2 separate regions of the Mus musculus genome follow, and region 2 is linked to region 1. Evidence: chromatin contacts called from public Hi-C data. All regions are on one chromosome and are shown on one strand. The core of a region is the stretch at or near the end of the contact, and the rest is flanking DNA. Distances in the headings are between cores, read along the strand shown.

What was found. A called contact is a pair of places that touch in the nucleus more often than the background predicts.
Region 2: a contact with region 1 is called in a Hi-C map of uterus, with 8 times the contacts expected there. The contact joins the enhancer-like site here to the promoter of 2610316D01Rik in region 1. A contact is called at or near these places in 5 of 39 promoter capture datasets (cranial neural crest, frontonasal cranial neural crest, hippocampal neurons and 2 more), 31 of 484 Hi-C or Micro-C datasets (B cells, Sertoli cells, brain and 17 more) and 5 of 115 datasets of contacts at active chromatin or transcription factors (embryonic forebrain, embryonic limb bud, forebrain and 2 more).

The regions. Positions count from the first base shown.
Region 1 is chr3:45,374,581-45,382,508 of GRCm38.p6, forward strand. 2610316D01Rik (RIKEN cDNA 2610316D01 gene) reads right to left here and starts at 3,680. Exons shown (of 9, transcript NR_045172.1): 1 at 3,562-3,680. It overlaps Pcdh10 (protocadherin 10), which reads left to right and starts at 3,818. Exons shown (of 5, transcript NM_001098172.1): 1 at 3,818-7,303. The coding sequence starts at 4,673.
Region 2 is chr3:50,900,273-50,908,200 of GRCm38.p6, forward strand. No RefSeq gene overlaps it. Among named protein-coding and RNA genes, the nearest start is that of Gm37548, 15 kb to the left of the region's middle. Within about 2 kb of position 4,754, at least 115 of the 459 cell types and tissues checked have an H3K27ac peak or open chromatin away from gene starts, as enhancers often do. A contact at or near this core is called in brain, cerebellar granule neurons, cerebellum and 8 more, where this site is marked.

The DNA of each region.
Region 1 (7,928 bases), core at 2,430-4,929:
CCAAATGCTCTAATCCATACTCTCCCTTTTGCTGTAAATATGCTTTAAGAGCTGTCACTGTGTTTGTGAGCTTAGTTCCAAAGATTTGCTTGCTTTCCTATTAAGCTGTATTTATCTAGAGTGTGTGTATGGACCTAGTTCTTGGCTATCTGTAAAACCTGTAGCTACACTGTTGACACTATGAGTTGGGAGTAAAAGTGGCCCAGGCAGGAACCCATCCAATTCAATCCTGGTCCTACCTAATGTTTCTAGCCTTCCTTACTGGTGCAATTGGAAGTATTCCTTCCAATTCCTAGAAAAAAAAATGGCAAAACATCAGATTCACTTTTTCTCAAAGTTCTGAGCACAGTGCAATAATAAGAGGATTTTAAAACAGATTGCTTTGCAGTCATATTAAATCACGGCAAACATTCGTTTATCCAAAAGCTAGTTAACAAACCTGTCTCTCCTGCCCTCTCCAGTAAGAGGTGGCAGACAAGAAAGCCACCCTATTATTTAGTTTCCATGCTCTTGGAGATCCTTGGTGCCTTCTTACTTCTGTTCTGCCTCACTTAGAAACAAACAAACAAAAAAAGCTACCACATTCACATATAACCCGAGATTTTCATGAAAGCTGATTTTTATCTCTTTACAAATGATTAAACACCTTTCTCGCCCCTATCCAGGAATGCAGTTTGTTAGGGAACAGAGTGCTGGTGCTCCTTGGGCTCAGAGGATGGGGGAGGCAGATTGCAGGCTCCTGTTTGCTTCTCCCACAGCTGTAAGGCAGAGCCCAGGGACAAAGCCCGCCGCACTTCAAAGAAGCCGCTTCCTCCCCCCCAGATTACCTGGTCTATAACTGTGACTTCACTAAACACTAGGATTCAAAGAAGGGTAAACAAGGAAAGATTATGAAAAGGTGGAGGGGAAAGTATTTGCCTAATTGCGACTAAGACAGAAAACATACATGTTTAGCTCAAAAGACATTTTTGAAAGAAAAATTTAAGTACTGTTTTTGAGCTCAAGATCACAGGATTGGTTTCTTTCAAAGACCTTATTATAATGCCCACCTGCAAATGTTGGGTGCGAGCAAACTGCCCATGCAATCCTCCTTGGCTTGAGTTTTCTCAGGGAGGGCAGAGGGCCTGGGTCGCTTTTATTTGGCTAGGAGGACTCCATTGTCACCCCTATAGTCCAGGGGATGGCACCTCAGAGACCAAAAAAGTCAGCGAGGCAGGACCAGTGGAGAAGCCTGGCTTTGCTTTGATGGCCTGGACTCTGGCCTCCGTGACCTGCAGAATGCAGCAGAGCCCCCAGCAGGCAAACCCTACAAAGGCAGAAGGCGGGCTCCACAGCAAAATCATTTCACTTGCCCTATGCCGCTTTCGCCGCTAGGAGACGCCTGCAACCCACGTTTCTGGAAATGGTCCCCATTCAAACACAGCTGCCACCATTTAAAAAAAAAAAAAAAAAAAAAAAAAAAAAAAAGCGGCTCAAGTGTTACAGTGGATGCACTGATTATTTACAGGGAAATCTCAGGGAAATCTGGCCATCTCTTCACGTTCTCATCTCCACCTCGGCAAGCTCGCCGGCGTTCTGCAAACGCCCTAAGTCAGCTCGAACTTCAAGCTCCTTTCCGAGACACAAACCTCCGCCAGCACATCTGCACTGTCATTCCGCAGCGTGTCTCTCACACGAAAACATGCAGACACACAAGTGTTCCGTCCGTACAAATAAACACATTAAAGCATTACCATCGTGTTTGGATTTTTTTTTAAAGGCCCAGGGTTTCGGATGAGTCAGCTTGGGGTGCTAGAAAAATTGCATTTTAATGTTGTAGCTCTGAAGGGAGGGGGAGGGGCGGGAAGCACAGATGGCCACAGTGTATTAATATTCGGATACACTCTGAGCCCCTTTTCATTGATCCACAGGTCCTTTTTCTGCTCTGCCGCTTCATTCTCCGCCGCAGACGTGACGCTAAAATCATTTTAAACTGTAGCGGTTTGGTTTTGGCGGATGGTCAATTCAATGCAGCTGGAAAAGGCTTAGCCATGTTTGCTGGCTCCTTTTCCACCTACCCTCTTAAAGGTAGAACCCATCTCTCCGCAAGAGGCAAGTGGTAGGGGTAGGGGAACAGGCCGTTAAACACGGACTCTCCCGAGTGGTCCGAGCACGCCTCGCTGTCAATCACGCGTGGGGACGCGCACTCCTAATTTCTTTCCAGAAGGCACTGTAGCGTACCTTGCGGGCGGGGTGGGGGGTGGGAGGGGAGGGCAGTATAGGGGGAGGGGTGGTACCATTCCTTCCCTTCGGTTGCTGTAGCGTTACTCCTGGGTCATTCATTACCGGGAAGCCTCTAGGGAGTCATTCTAGTCTTTGGCTTAAACGGCTCCTCCGGAAAATAAACAACCTATTCCTTGCGGGCAGCACGTTGATAAGTATTAAAACGTATTCTTCGATATTTATCCTTGAAGGACAGGCATTCAGCGGGCTCTCCCAGCAGCGGAGAGTTCGTTCCCGCCGCCTTATAACTTCCCGGGAACTGGGCGTGTGGATACCCGTGGCTAGTCAGGCGCGCGGCTCAGAATCCCCGGACTGCTCCCCAGGGATTCGCACCGAACTCAGCTTGTGGCCAGCCAGCGAGGACGAGGGCCAGCACCAGGAATGTGCAAACGTGCCGGTGGATTCCCGCAGCGGTGCACACTCTATCCCCCGTGTGCGTGTGCACCGCCCCGCCCGCCCTCGCGGCCACCCCACGGTCATTCTCCAGAGAGCTGTCTTCGGGCTGGGCATGTACCTTCTTCCCACACCCCCTCTAGTTATGGAGGCAGGGATGGATCACCAAGGGTAAAAGAAAAATAAATAATTAAAACAGAAATCAGGCAAAAGAAGAAAAGAAAAGAAAAGCCCGCGCTCGCCACTGCTGCCTGGCGCGGGGCCAGGCGAGGCGCAGGGATATTGCTAGCGCCTCGCTGTGATGGGTGGTGCTGGATCCGGTGCCCTAGAGTGGGTTTAACGATGGCGGGCTCCCATGCATAAACTACAAAGAAGCCCCCAGTCCTTGACTGGGGTACTCACAGTTCGAAGCAATGTCCCCAAACGAGTTAATTTAGTAACCAAGCATTTTGTGGGTAGACATTAGATGGGTAGACGTTCAACCATCTGCCCGTCTATAGGAGCTGTCGCCCCAAGTCCCTTGGTCTGAATCCCTCCGCTTTAGGGGGAATTCACCTCCGCACTCCCTTTGCAGCCTGGTCTATCCTCCCCACACCTCCCCTTCTGACCCTCTAGCTTTGATTGACACATGCCATTTTATGCCGGCATTTAAATTGTCCGCGCGCATCTCTGCCAGAGTCCCTTGCTTTGGTAACCCCTACATGACTACCGGCCCCGGGGCAACTTTCCCCTCTTCTTGGTGATTTCTTTCCACGATCAGCAGGAGGGAAAACACCTTAAAGGAAAAAAAGAATGTTAGCGTCACTGGAAACCCCGCTCCTTGGAGAGGCTACCGCAGCTGTTGCTATTATGTTTTCGTATTTGCTGATGCAAACAGGGGAACCTCTCTTATTCCCTGCCCATTACCTGCGGCTGGGGACTGGGAACTTTCCGCGGCAGAGTCCCCTGCAAGCGCCTCGGGACCTGCGGGCTGTTCTTGCTCTCACACTCACACTCACTCCCGCAGCCAAAGCGAGCGTTCTGCCCCGCCCCTCCTGGCTGCCGCGTGACGTAACTACTTGACGGCCACTTTAGCCAACGAACAGTCGCTCGGTGGGTGGTGCTCCTCGGCGATTGGTTGGCAGAATGAGGGCGCTGCGCAAAAACAGAGAAGCGGAGCGCTCGGAGCTCAGAAACTGCCAGCCGAGATCACAAGCATTGGGGCTGAAGCAGGAGGCAGGATGGACTGAGAGGAGAAGAGGCAGGTTAGAGGGAGAGAGGCTTGCAAAGGAAACAGCAGAAAAGAAATAGCTGGTTGTGTTCACGCAAAGCCAGAGCCAGTGAAGTTGAGAATAGACACAAGACTATGAAAGCCAAGAGATGCAAAGAGAGACAGAGGGAAGAAAATGACAAGAGGAACGTCCATCCGGAGAAATGAAGAGAATGAAAGTTTTATGCTGCAGAACGGCTCCGTGTTTTTCCAGCAAAAATTTTTCTCGCTGTCTTTAACCCCGCTCGCGTTTGCCAGCCGTTGATATCAAGAGGCATGTTCAGTGGTGCCGGCAGCATCTCCTCTACCTTCTTTTCCTCTTCATCTTCCTCCTTCTCCTCTTCTTCCTCCTCCACATTCTCCTCCCATCAGCAGGAAGACAAACCTAGGACAGTCTTGAAATATCGAAATTTCCTCCTTGGGATTTGCCAGCGCCGCGTTGCGCCAACACTGTCGGAATAAAGGAGGCTGACTATTGTATGATCGTTATTTTATTAATTGGTCAGTGGGAAGATTACGGCTGAGCATAGGGGACATCTGTCACCCTTTCTGCGCTAAGATTGAAAAATGAGGCTCGATTTGGAGACGCTCTAAAATGAAGCAAAAGGAATCAAAATTTTAATACAGCCACAGGAGCCCCCCCCCCACGCAGCACACTTTTATTTATATTTTTTAGATTATTATTATTCTTTTTGTGGTGGTGGTTGGGGGGCGGTGATCGGGGTGGCTGGCTGGCTACAGGGGAGCTGCTTCCTTTTCCTTTTGGAAATGATTGTGCTGTTATTCTTTGCCTTGCTCTGGATGGTGGACGGAGTCTTTTCCCAGCTTCATTATACTGTGCAGGAAGAGCAGGAACATGGCACTTTCGTGGGGAATATCGCTGAAGACCTGGGCTTGGACATTACAAAACTTTCAGCTCGCAGGTTTCAGACGGTGGCCAACTCACGGACCCCTTACTTGGACCTCAATCTGGAGACCGGGGTTCTGTACGTAAACGAGAAGATAGATCGCGAGCAAATCTGTAAGCAGAGCCCCTCTTGTGTCCTGCACCTGGAGGTCTTTCTGGAGAACCCGCTGGAGCTGTTCCGAGTGGAGATCGAAGTGCTGGACATCAATGACAACCCTCCCTCCTTCCCAGAGCCCGACCTGACAGTGGAGATCTCAGAGAGCGCCACGCCAGGCACCCGCTTTCCCTTGGAGAGCGCCTTCGACCCAGACGTGGGGACCAACTCCTTGCGAGACTACGAGATAACCCCAAATAGCTACTTCTCGCTAGACGTACAGACCCAGGGAGATGGCAACCGATTCGCCGAACTGGTCCTGGAGAAGCCACTGGACCGAGAACAGCAAGCGGTGCACCGCTACGTGCTGACCGCGGTGGACGGGGGAGGAGGGGGAGGAGGAGGGGAAGGAGGGGGAGGCGGTGGGGGAGCCGGCCTGCCCCCCCAGCAGCAGCGTACTGGCACGGCCTTGCTCACCATCCGAGTGCTCGACTCCAACGACAATGTGCCCGCTTTTGACCAACCCGTCTACACAGTTTCCCTACCAGAGAATTCTCCCCCTGGCACGCTAGTGATCCAGCTTAATGCCACCGACCCTGATGAAGGCCAGAATGGCGAGGTCGTGTACTCGTTCAGTAGTCACATTTCACCCAGGGCTCGGGAGCTCTTCGGACTGTCGCCGCGCACCGGCCGGCTGGAGGTGAGCGGCGAGCTGGACTATGAAGAGAGCCCAGTGTATCAGGTGTATGTCCAAGCCAAGGACTTGGGTCCCAATGCTGTGCCTGCGCACTGCAAGGTTCTGGTGAGAGTGCTGGATGCCAACGACAACGCACCAGAGATCAGCTTCAGCACAGTGAAAGAGGCGGTGAGCGAGGGTGCGGCCCCTGGCACGGTGGTGGCTCTGTTCAGCGTGACCGATCGGGACTCAGAGGAGAACGGGCAGGTGCAGTGTGAGCTTCTGGGAGACGTGCCGTTCCGCCTCAAGTCTTCCTTCAAGAATTACTACACTATCGTGACCGAAGCCCCCTTGGACCGAGAGGCTGGGGACTCCTACACCCTGACCGTGGTGGCCCGCGACCGGGGCGAGCCTGCACTCTCCACCAGTAAGTCGATCCAGGTTCAAGTGTCAGATGTGAATGACAATGCGCCGCGCTTCAGCCAGCCGGTCTACGACGTGTATGTGACAGAAAACAATGTGCCGGGTGCCTACATTTACGCGGTGAGCGCCACGGACCGCGACGAAGGGGCCAATGCAAAATTAACCTACTCTATCCTAGAGTGCCAGATCCAAGGAATGAGTGTCTTCACCTACGTGTCCATCAACTCAGACAACGGCTACTTGTACGCCCTGAGATCCTTCGACTATGAGCAGATCAAGGACTTCAGCTTTCAAGTAGAAGCCCGGGACGCCGGCAGTCCCCAGGCGCTGGCCGGCAATGCCACGGTCAACATCTTGATAGTGGATCAGAACGACAACGCCCCCGCCATCGTGGCGCCCCTTCCGGGGCGCAACGGGACTCCAGCCCGCGAGGTGCTGCCGCGCTCTGCCGAACCCGGCTACCTGCTCACTCGTGTGGCCGCAGTGGACGCGGACGACGGCGAGAACGCCAGGCTCACCTACAGCATAGTGCGGGGCAACGAAATGAACCTCTTTCGACTGGACTGGCGCACCGGAGAGCTCCGCACCGCGCGCCGGGTCCCAGCCAAGCGCGACCCCCAGCGGCCTTATGAGCTGGTGATCGAGGTGCGCGACCACGGGCAGCCGCCCCTGTCCTCCACAGCCACCCTGGTGGTTCAGCTGGTGGATGGAGCGGTGGAGCCACAGGGCGGGGGCGGGGACCGAGGCGGAGGGTCTGGGGAACACCTGCGTCCCAGCCGCTCTGGCGGCGGGGAAACTTCACTGGACCTCACACTTATCCTTATCATCGCCCTGGGCTCGGTGTCCTTCATCTTCCTGCTGGCCATGATCGTGTTGGCCGTGCGCTGTCAGAAAGAGAAAAAACTCAACATCTACACGTGTCTCGCGAGCGATTGCTGCCTCTGCTGCTGCTGCTGCGGCAATGGGAGCTCCACCTGCTGCGGCCGCCAAGCCCGGGCGCGCAAGAAGAAACTCAGCAAGTCAGATATCATGTTGGTGCAGAGCGCCAACGTCCCTAGCAACCCGGCCCAGGTGCCGGTAGAGGAGTCCGGAGGCTTCGGTTCCCATCACCACAATCAGAACTATTGCTATCAGGTCTGCCTCACCCCGGAGTCCGCCAAGACCGACCTGATGTTCCTGAAGCCCTGCAGCCCTTCCCGGAGTACAGATGCTGAGCACAATCCCTGCGGAGCCATCGTCACCGGGTACAGCGACCAGCAACCAGACATCATTTCCAACGGAAGCATTTTGTCCAACGAGGTAAGGCTGAAGGGAAAGAAGCACCATCTCTCATCTCCTCCATCAGAAAGCCTCCTTTAGCCCGGCCCTGCATCTCTTCTGGTGCACTGTGTATTTTCAGGTGTTAGCGTGTTTGTGTGGCTGAGGGAAGGGGAGGATTGGGGGTCACCTTTTATCACCTCTTGGTGTGTAACCTAACTTCTGTGTTCTGTGTTCTGACTGCACTCCACCCCTTTGATTTTATTTTCATTCCCCCCTCCCAGCACCCCCCCCCCCCTTTGCTTCTTTGCAACCTTGGAGCTTCCTCCTCCCTCTTCTACATTTATGGTCCTGCCTTCTTTGAAATCTGGGGAATATATGAGAAAAAGCTTGGCGGGAGAGAGAAGTGTGGGGGAGGGGCCAATCACTGACAAAGGTCTTTTTCTCTTTGCATCTGTCCCAGGCATTAATAAAGTTGCTTCCATTTTGGTTTGTTTATCACTGTTTTCAGTCGCGTGTACCAGTAAGCAATAGATTGTTTAACTTTATATGGTTGCCTAAATTGGATTGCATGTTTAGTGATCAGTTCCTTCTCTGAAAAAAAAAGAAAAAACAAAAAAAACAAACAAAAAAAAAAACACAACCACCAAGTCAATTCTGCTCTGGA
Region 2 (7,928 bases), core at 3,504-6,003, 5.5 Mb after region 1:
GTGCGAAGATGACCAACTCCTCCAAGTTATCATATGTGTGCACACACACACACACACACACACACACAGTATTCATCATGATGTACTAAAAACCTCAGAAAAAACAATTCTGAGTAAGGATCCATTTCCTATGCCCAAATCTCCTGGAGATTAACAACAAAATCCAACGCCCAGCAATATGGCTGTCTCAAGCCTTTTCAGCTAAATCTGAGAGAGAAAAAAAAGTATCTTTATGAGATTACCCCAAACTACCAGGTCAGGGTTTGATACAAAATCAAGCTAGATACAGTGCAAAGTGCCACCTCCGCTCTGGGGAGACCGTGTGAGCCTCCTATGACTGGGTGACATCTTGTATCGATGGATGTAACAGTGAGGATGCCATCGCTGGACTTCTCACCAGGGACCTGTTTACATCTGTACTGTCAGCTCTAATAGGTTTTTATCGGATTAAATCCTTCTCCCCTCATTAGGGTCATGATTGCCTGTCCTTGCATGTGATATGCTTCAGTTCCCACGGGGCCCCTTCTCCATCTTATATGTTGCCCTGCAGGGATCAAGACTAAGGCTCAGTGAAATGTGGGCATAATCCAGAAATGGATTCTATACTGATATGGTTTATTTGTGAAATGTCCCGGATAGGTCCTCGTGTTGGAACACAAGCAGCACTGTTTGAGAAGATTACGGAACCTTTAGCAAGTGGAGTCTGCTGAAGGAGGAACGTCACTGGGGGTGGACCTTGAGGTTTAATCGCCTGTCTCACTTCCTGTTCACTCTCTGACTACTGATACAACTCGACAAGCTGATCTCATGCTCACACCTTCCAGGAGCCTATCGCTTTGAAATACCGAGTCAAAGTAAATACTTTTACCCCAGGGTTGTTCAGGCTTGAAATACCATTCCAAAACTGCAGTAACTTACCATTCTGTCATCGGCAGGTTCCAACAACCACGTTTACCATCCGACCTCAGCATGGAAATATGGCCCTCCTGCAAACTGCACCCGCAACACCGGAAAACATACAAGATGGCCAGAGCTTACAAACCTGGACAGTGATATCGCCTGATTTATGGTTTGAGGTAAGAATTTATTACTACAGACATAGCAGAAGACACGGAAAAAACACGTACATTGCGGAGGGCAGATGGATCTCTGCTCCATGAGAAGAGAGAGCCCTCAGAAGGACGGTCATGCGCACTGAGCACAGTTCTGCTGAGCACACTGTATGCCTTGTCTCATTTAATAATTACAACTCCGGGAGGGGCAAGGTTTGTAGCCACTTCCCGTGTGGAAGAAACTGGGGTTTGGAGAGGAATTCCCCACGTTCATAGTCCATCGTGAGTAGGCCTCTGTCCAGTGGCTTGCACTTTAATCCTTCCCTCTGACTCCTACAGCAGTCTCCTGCTTAGGAGGAAGGATAGAACCCACAAGTAGATCCCAACATAGAGAAACTCAGAGCTCAAACACACTTCCCAGCTGAACCACCTCTCAGTCATATTCATATTTTGGAATTGTCCCTTCAATCATTATATGAAGAAAAGAAAGTTTTACTACCTAATTACTCACAGCAAGACACAAACACCCTATAATGCCTTAACCTTTCACTTCCAACCCAGTAGATAAAAGGTATTCCATAAACTATGTTTGGGGACGTTCCTAACTACCAGATCCCTGGTCTACCCGATCACTTAGTCTGAACCTTAACATTTTAACATGTTTATACCTCTTCCTTATTGCCAGCAATTTTATAGCCTGGGCTTCTTAGTGCCCTCCTTTAAGAATCTGAATCAGTGCTCTGGCCCCAAGGACTGTGTTGTTAAGTAGGTCCTAGGGTCCATCAAAGTGAGAATCTCTGTGATGGTTTGTTCTGGTTGTCAACCTGATGTCAGCTAAAGCATACCTGTGAGAACATTTCCAAAAAATATTAACTGAAGGGGACACACCTGCTCTCAATGTAGGCACCTCCCAGATGGCAGCCAAGGATGGCCAATGGCCATCGTTGGACTACTCGAACCTTACACCATAAGCCAATCTAATAAATCTACTTTAATAACATACCTACATTCTTTTAGTTCCGTTCCTCTAGCGAACCCTGCCTGATACAGTCCCTGACATGAATAACAACCTTTGCAATTAGATGTCAATCAGTCATGATCTCTTCGTCTCCAGAGAAAATAGGAAGAGATTGCCTTGGGGTGGAAGGCCAGGAGAGAGGCCAGGATACAAAGAAAACCACCTTCTTGTTGCATTTTAATTTTTCTCCAAGAAACTTGAAGACGATTTTACTAGTGAATCTAAAACATTCCTCCTGATACTGGCAAACTCTTAGCCTAATGAGAGAAACATGTGAGTATAGGGTTTGCTTGTTTGCTTGCTAATATGTTTTATTTATAGAATTGAAGCTCAACGCAAGACAGGGAAATGGTTTTTCTTAAGACCCACTAGTTTCTGGTCATCTGTTTCAAAGGCTTGTTTTCAACCTTCATGAAATCAAAGAGTATAGTAGGATTCCCCCTCTCTTCTTGTTCTGCCTCTCCCATCCCTTGTCTGCAGCATCCCAGCCTTTCTGGACAACCTATCTGTGCACTGTCTCTAGATGCATCCTTCTGGACGTTTTCCTGTTCCTTACATTCCAGGAAGCTTTCTGTTCCAACAGTCCTTTTCCTGGCCCTCACAGGCTCGCAGTTTGGTATCCAAGCTGACTTCTTCTCACTGGCATCTAGCCTCAAATTCCACTCTGCCACAGGAGTTAGCTCCGAGTCAGGCAGTAAATGGGCTCTTTACAAACCTGGCTAAATTTAAAGAACCACCCCTGTGAGCTGCATCTCTGCAGACATTTTCCAAGGCGTTCGCAAGCAGGCTGCATGCACTCGCTTGTACAACAGCAGATTGGCTGCTGTTTCTGTCACTCTGGGTTCTCACTGGGACGGCTCAAATTAACTCACACGGTAAACCACAGGAGCCAGAGAGAGACTTTTACAGACCTGAGGTTTCTGTTGCTGTTCTCCCCTCTTGTTTGTGAAATTTTAGCAACCAAGATCCACAAAGAACAGGGCCAAAGGAGGGGGGCGGGTGATGGCAGCAGCCGAAGAATGAGTTTGTTGGCTTGAGGGAGGCTTGAGTATGGGAAAATGAGGGATGCTATCACTTCATTCCAATTCCTATTGTACTTCATGTCCTATACCTGCTCTCTCTATGTGTGTGTGTGTGTGTGTATGCATATGAGTGTGTGTACATGTAGTGTATGTGTGCATGTGTGTGTGCATGTGAGTGTGTATGCAAGTGTGCATGTGTGTGTGTGTGTGTGTATGTGTGTGTGTGTGCATGTGCATCTGTGGGTGTTGAGACAAAAGAGATTTTAGAGACAGAATCTCTCATTGACTTGCCAAGTAGAAGGGGGTGCCTGGTCAGGGGAACACTCTGTCTCTCCAGAGTTGGTGTTATAAGCATGTGCCACCTTCACCCGCTTTCTTCTTCTCCTGGGTTGGACTTACCAAACTAACTATGTTCCTAACACCTATGTTTATCACCGTTTTTTCTTTCTTGTGTATAGTTCAAGGCATAGTTTGTTTTATAAGGTCATTTTTTTTCAAGAGCTTATTGTCAAAAACAAGCTCTCACCTGGGCTGGTCAAGGGACAACGTCTCCAAACAACTTTGAAGCACTATGCCAAAGATAGCCAGGCAGTGTGGCACTAAGTTAGTGGCAATATCACAGCAGATGACCCAGTACTTCACTAAGATAACTGGTCTACCTGACATTGCATTTGGGGGGAATGTGCCTTTCACTAAGATTATAGTCATTTACCAACCAAGGAGATAAGGACTCATAACAGAATATGGAAAACTCCATTCTCCTGTCCCTTTTTGTAAGGTCTAGCATAACTAAGATGTATCTTTGGTATGGGAGTGGGGTAGGGGTAGTGAAAAACAAGAGGGCATGGTAGAAAAAAAATCTAGCACTAGCAATAGTGAGACTGGGGGGGGGTCCTTTATATGATAGTGCAACAATCAAGCCACACGCACACACACACACACACACAGAGAGAGAGAGAGAGAGAGAGAGAGAGAGATCATCTCCTTTGTGGACATAATGGTTACAGGAGTCTTTCACTGCCCAATAGAGTATCCATTGGCCATAGATAACTGTTGAACTTCACATTAATTCTAATTAAAAATTCAGCTCCTTAATTGCACTGGCCATGGTTCAGGTGCTAATGGCCACATGTGGTCCCTGCCCCCCCCCCGGTGTTGGACACAGCAGATGATAACCTCTCAGCCATTGCAGGAGGGTCTGCTACACTTCCCACCTCTAATGCATTCCACTCGAATGAGGCTCCCTGGCCCGTAGCTTCAATGGGAGCCTTTCTCAAGGCAAAGGAGAAAGCCTTAAAAAGCTGTGCGATAGAGAAAAGGAATCCACATGGCCCAAGAGACGCAGCCAGGCAGCCCAACCACAGCTTCCAACAGGAGCACGGAGACTCTCCACAGGAACCCTCGAAGAGGGCAGAGATGCCAGCGATTGGAGCATCTCCTGCCAAAACTGACAGCTCCTTTCCCACGGCCTGAGGGTTCACTGGAGAGTTACAAGGAGCAGAGCGAGTCCCTCATAATAATTAAAATGCAGGAAGAGGGTAGTCCTAGCACCCAGGGCCTGGGAAGCCAAGACTGCCAGCATGATTACATAATTGAACTGTCTCACCTTGCCCAGTCAAGTGAGATTCCAAGGAGGGTAATTAATCTTCCCGCTGCCTGTTAGTCCCTGCCCTGCTCAAAGTCAAGTTTCCCAACAAGAAGAGAAGAAAAGGGGAGGAGGAAGGAGCCAGGTAGTAACACCGAGGGGAAACTTTAATCTGGTCTTTGTGAACTCCCAACACAAAGGCAGAATTAACACTGTAATTGTATGCAAACATCAGAGAAACAAAAATGACTCCCCCCACCCCCACCCCCGCAAGAAACTCTGCCTCATGTCACCATGACCCTGCAAACTCAGAAAGAAAACAGTGTTGGAGACTAGAAAGAAAGGCAAGTGAACACCTCCAGCCTCGTGTGGTCTCACGTTAGTCATTAGCCAAAAGCAAATCCCAAGTGGGTGAAGGGCATGGTGATCGGTCACGGCGTGAGGGTTGAAATGGGGCTCGTTCACTGGACAAATATTTACTATGCACCTTCAACACCAGGCACTCACTCACTGTCCGGGAGCATAGGGAAGCCGCCCCTGAGCTGGTGGAGCTTGAGTTTCTCAGCTCAAAGGCTGGATTTGGTCTCAGTGTGACTTAGGGGTCCATTTCAAAGATGCAACTACTCCCCACAGAGCGATGGTTTGACTCCTCTGAAAGTGTCTCCATGGCTACAATCCCTAGAGAAGGGCCAGAACCATGGAAATTAAGAACCTAGTTTTGTACAAAAAGGAAAGGAGTAAGTAACTTTCTAGCCAAACTCCATGGAACTCCACAAAATCACGGGCCACACCGAGGGGCAGCCCACAGAAGGTCTGGGCTCTGCCTTGGAGGAAGCAATGTGGGAGACCTGGTATTTGACAACAACGCAAGAACGGTAAGCTGAGAAAGGCAAGGCAAACAAAAGTGGAAGGTATAATATATATACATATAATCATAATAATCTCACTGCATACCCACCACCACCCCTAAGCATGTATTTATGAACTGACGTGATATGGCCCAGAAAGTCTTAATACTACAATATTAAATCCCGTCCACGGGAGAAGCGAAGACGGCACATTATAACAAAGACAGTTGGGCTCTGCGTTGTTGGTTTTCTGGTGCTTGCTAATGTTCTGGTTTTTAGCTTTGCTCACGTAGATGTTATGTTCCTTTAAAGGGCTCCCTTCCTGCCAGACCGTTTTTTCAACCAAAGTGCAATGCTGCCCCCTCGTGGCTGAATGCCGTGAGCGCGCACGCAGAAACCCAGCCTTCGCAAAGCCGACTCTACCCGGATTTCATTTTGCCATTTTTCCCCGTCTTCCAAAGTGCAACTATTTCATCTTTAAAGATTCACCGCTCGGGGGTATTTTCTGGCTTACACGCTAATCAACACGTTATTTTCTTCTATAACAGGAACCGTGCTCTGGTTACTTAACGAGGGGGAGTTGTGGGTATGTGGCGGCTTTCTCCACTTTGTGCTTTATGAATTAAGTGATCTCCCCAGAGAAGCTCAGAAATCAGGCCTATTCCATGTAACCTTTAGAATCCTGACTGGGATTCTCACTGGGGAGGCGTTCCCAGAGAGCGCCAGCTCAAGGAGATCAATGCCTGACAGACCATCCCACTCCCAGACAAATGTATTTGATTTCAGTTCAACCTTCGATTCTCATACTGAAACCAAAAGCTCTGAAAATAGCAATGCAGGTGAAACACTGAGCTGGGGAAAGGCTCCTTCCCGGGTTGAGCGAAAGAAAACAACACTCCCAGCTTAAAGAACGGCAGCCTGCATGGAAACACTGTGTGGGGCAGGTGGAGAGCTAACAGGGCAGCTCGCTTCGCCACGATCTGGGTCCAGCCACCGACCCGTCCCTGTATTAACAACCTGAGAATATGTGGAAATGCAAAGACGAGGGTCATCCAGAGCTACTGAATGCTAAAATCTGCCTCTAGGTCTTAGAAGTCTGCACTTTGACCAAGGTCCCCCAATGGTTTATAGCACCCAGAACTTTGAAAACCACTGAGTAATATTTAATAAGAGTCTTAACCTCCATTAAGAAGATACTGTTATTCTGAGATTTTTCAAATATCACAAAGCTGCAGAATAACCAGAGTGGGGTGGGGAGGGAGGGAGAGGAGGAGGGGAGAGGGAGAGGGAGAGGGGAAGAGAGAGAGAGAGAGAGAGAGAGAGAGAGAGAGAGAGAGAGAGAGAGAGAGAGAGAGAGAGAGAGAGAGAGAGAGATTACTTTCCTTTGATTTCTATCAAATTAAAAAGATGTTGCCTGACAACCCAAGAGTCCAACCAGTAAACACCGATAACCATCAACAAAAGTCATGATCACCACTTGGCCATGGCTGATGAGAGTTATCAATGGGATCAGCAACCTCAATGATAATACTTTTGAAAGTCCCTAAGTACAAAATATAAACCAGCTCATTCTGTGGTAACATTCGCTGGATCTGAGGGTAGGAGAGCCTACAGATACCTGCAGAGCATTTTTTTTCCTTGAGAGTAAGAGACCTACCAAAGGTAACCAAGATAGAGGACTGAGAAGTAAGAAAGGCAGAGGGAGGGAAAGAGGAAGGGGAAGGGCAGGGGAGATGAAAGGAGACAAGGGGACCAGAAAAGAGAAGGGGGAGGAGAGAGGGAGAGAGGGGGGAGGAGAGAGGGAGAGAGGGGAGGGGAGGGGAGGGGAGGAGAGGAGAGGAGAGTTGAAAAGTTTCACACCCTTTCAGAGGCTGGGGGGATCCCCTGCTTCTCCAGGCTGGGGATCCCAGTAGAAACCTACCCTCCCCGACTTAATAACAGACTACCCTGGAAATCAAAACCTGCCTGGTCATCAAGAAAAACTAAACAACAGCTGCAGGGAAAGGTCTAGAAGCATGCGTGACTCTAGAAGAATGGCTTTTTGTTTTATTCGGGGGACAGGTACTTGAACCATGTCAAGTCTGTTTGTTCTGGAAGAAAACTCGAATATTACAGGGCATCCTTTAGCTTGATATAGAATTTCAATATATCTCTGAAAGTGGGCTCTAAGTCACCAACACCCACAGACAGCAGAGGCCTGGGCTGAGAATTTACCTGGGAGACCGGGGCTCTTGGCGTTTATAGCCTTTCTTACCGCAAAAAGACACAAACTGCAAACTTAATGACAAAATGGTTTTAAAGAGAGGAGGGTTGGTTGGGTTGTTGTTGTTGTTGCTGTTGTTGTTTTTATGAACTACAATAACTATAAATCAAACCAAGTGTCCTTCCCAAGGTAGGATTAGA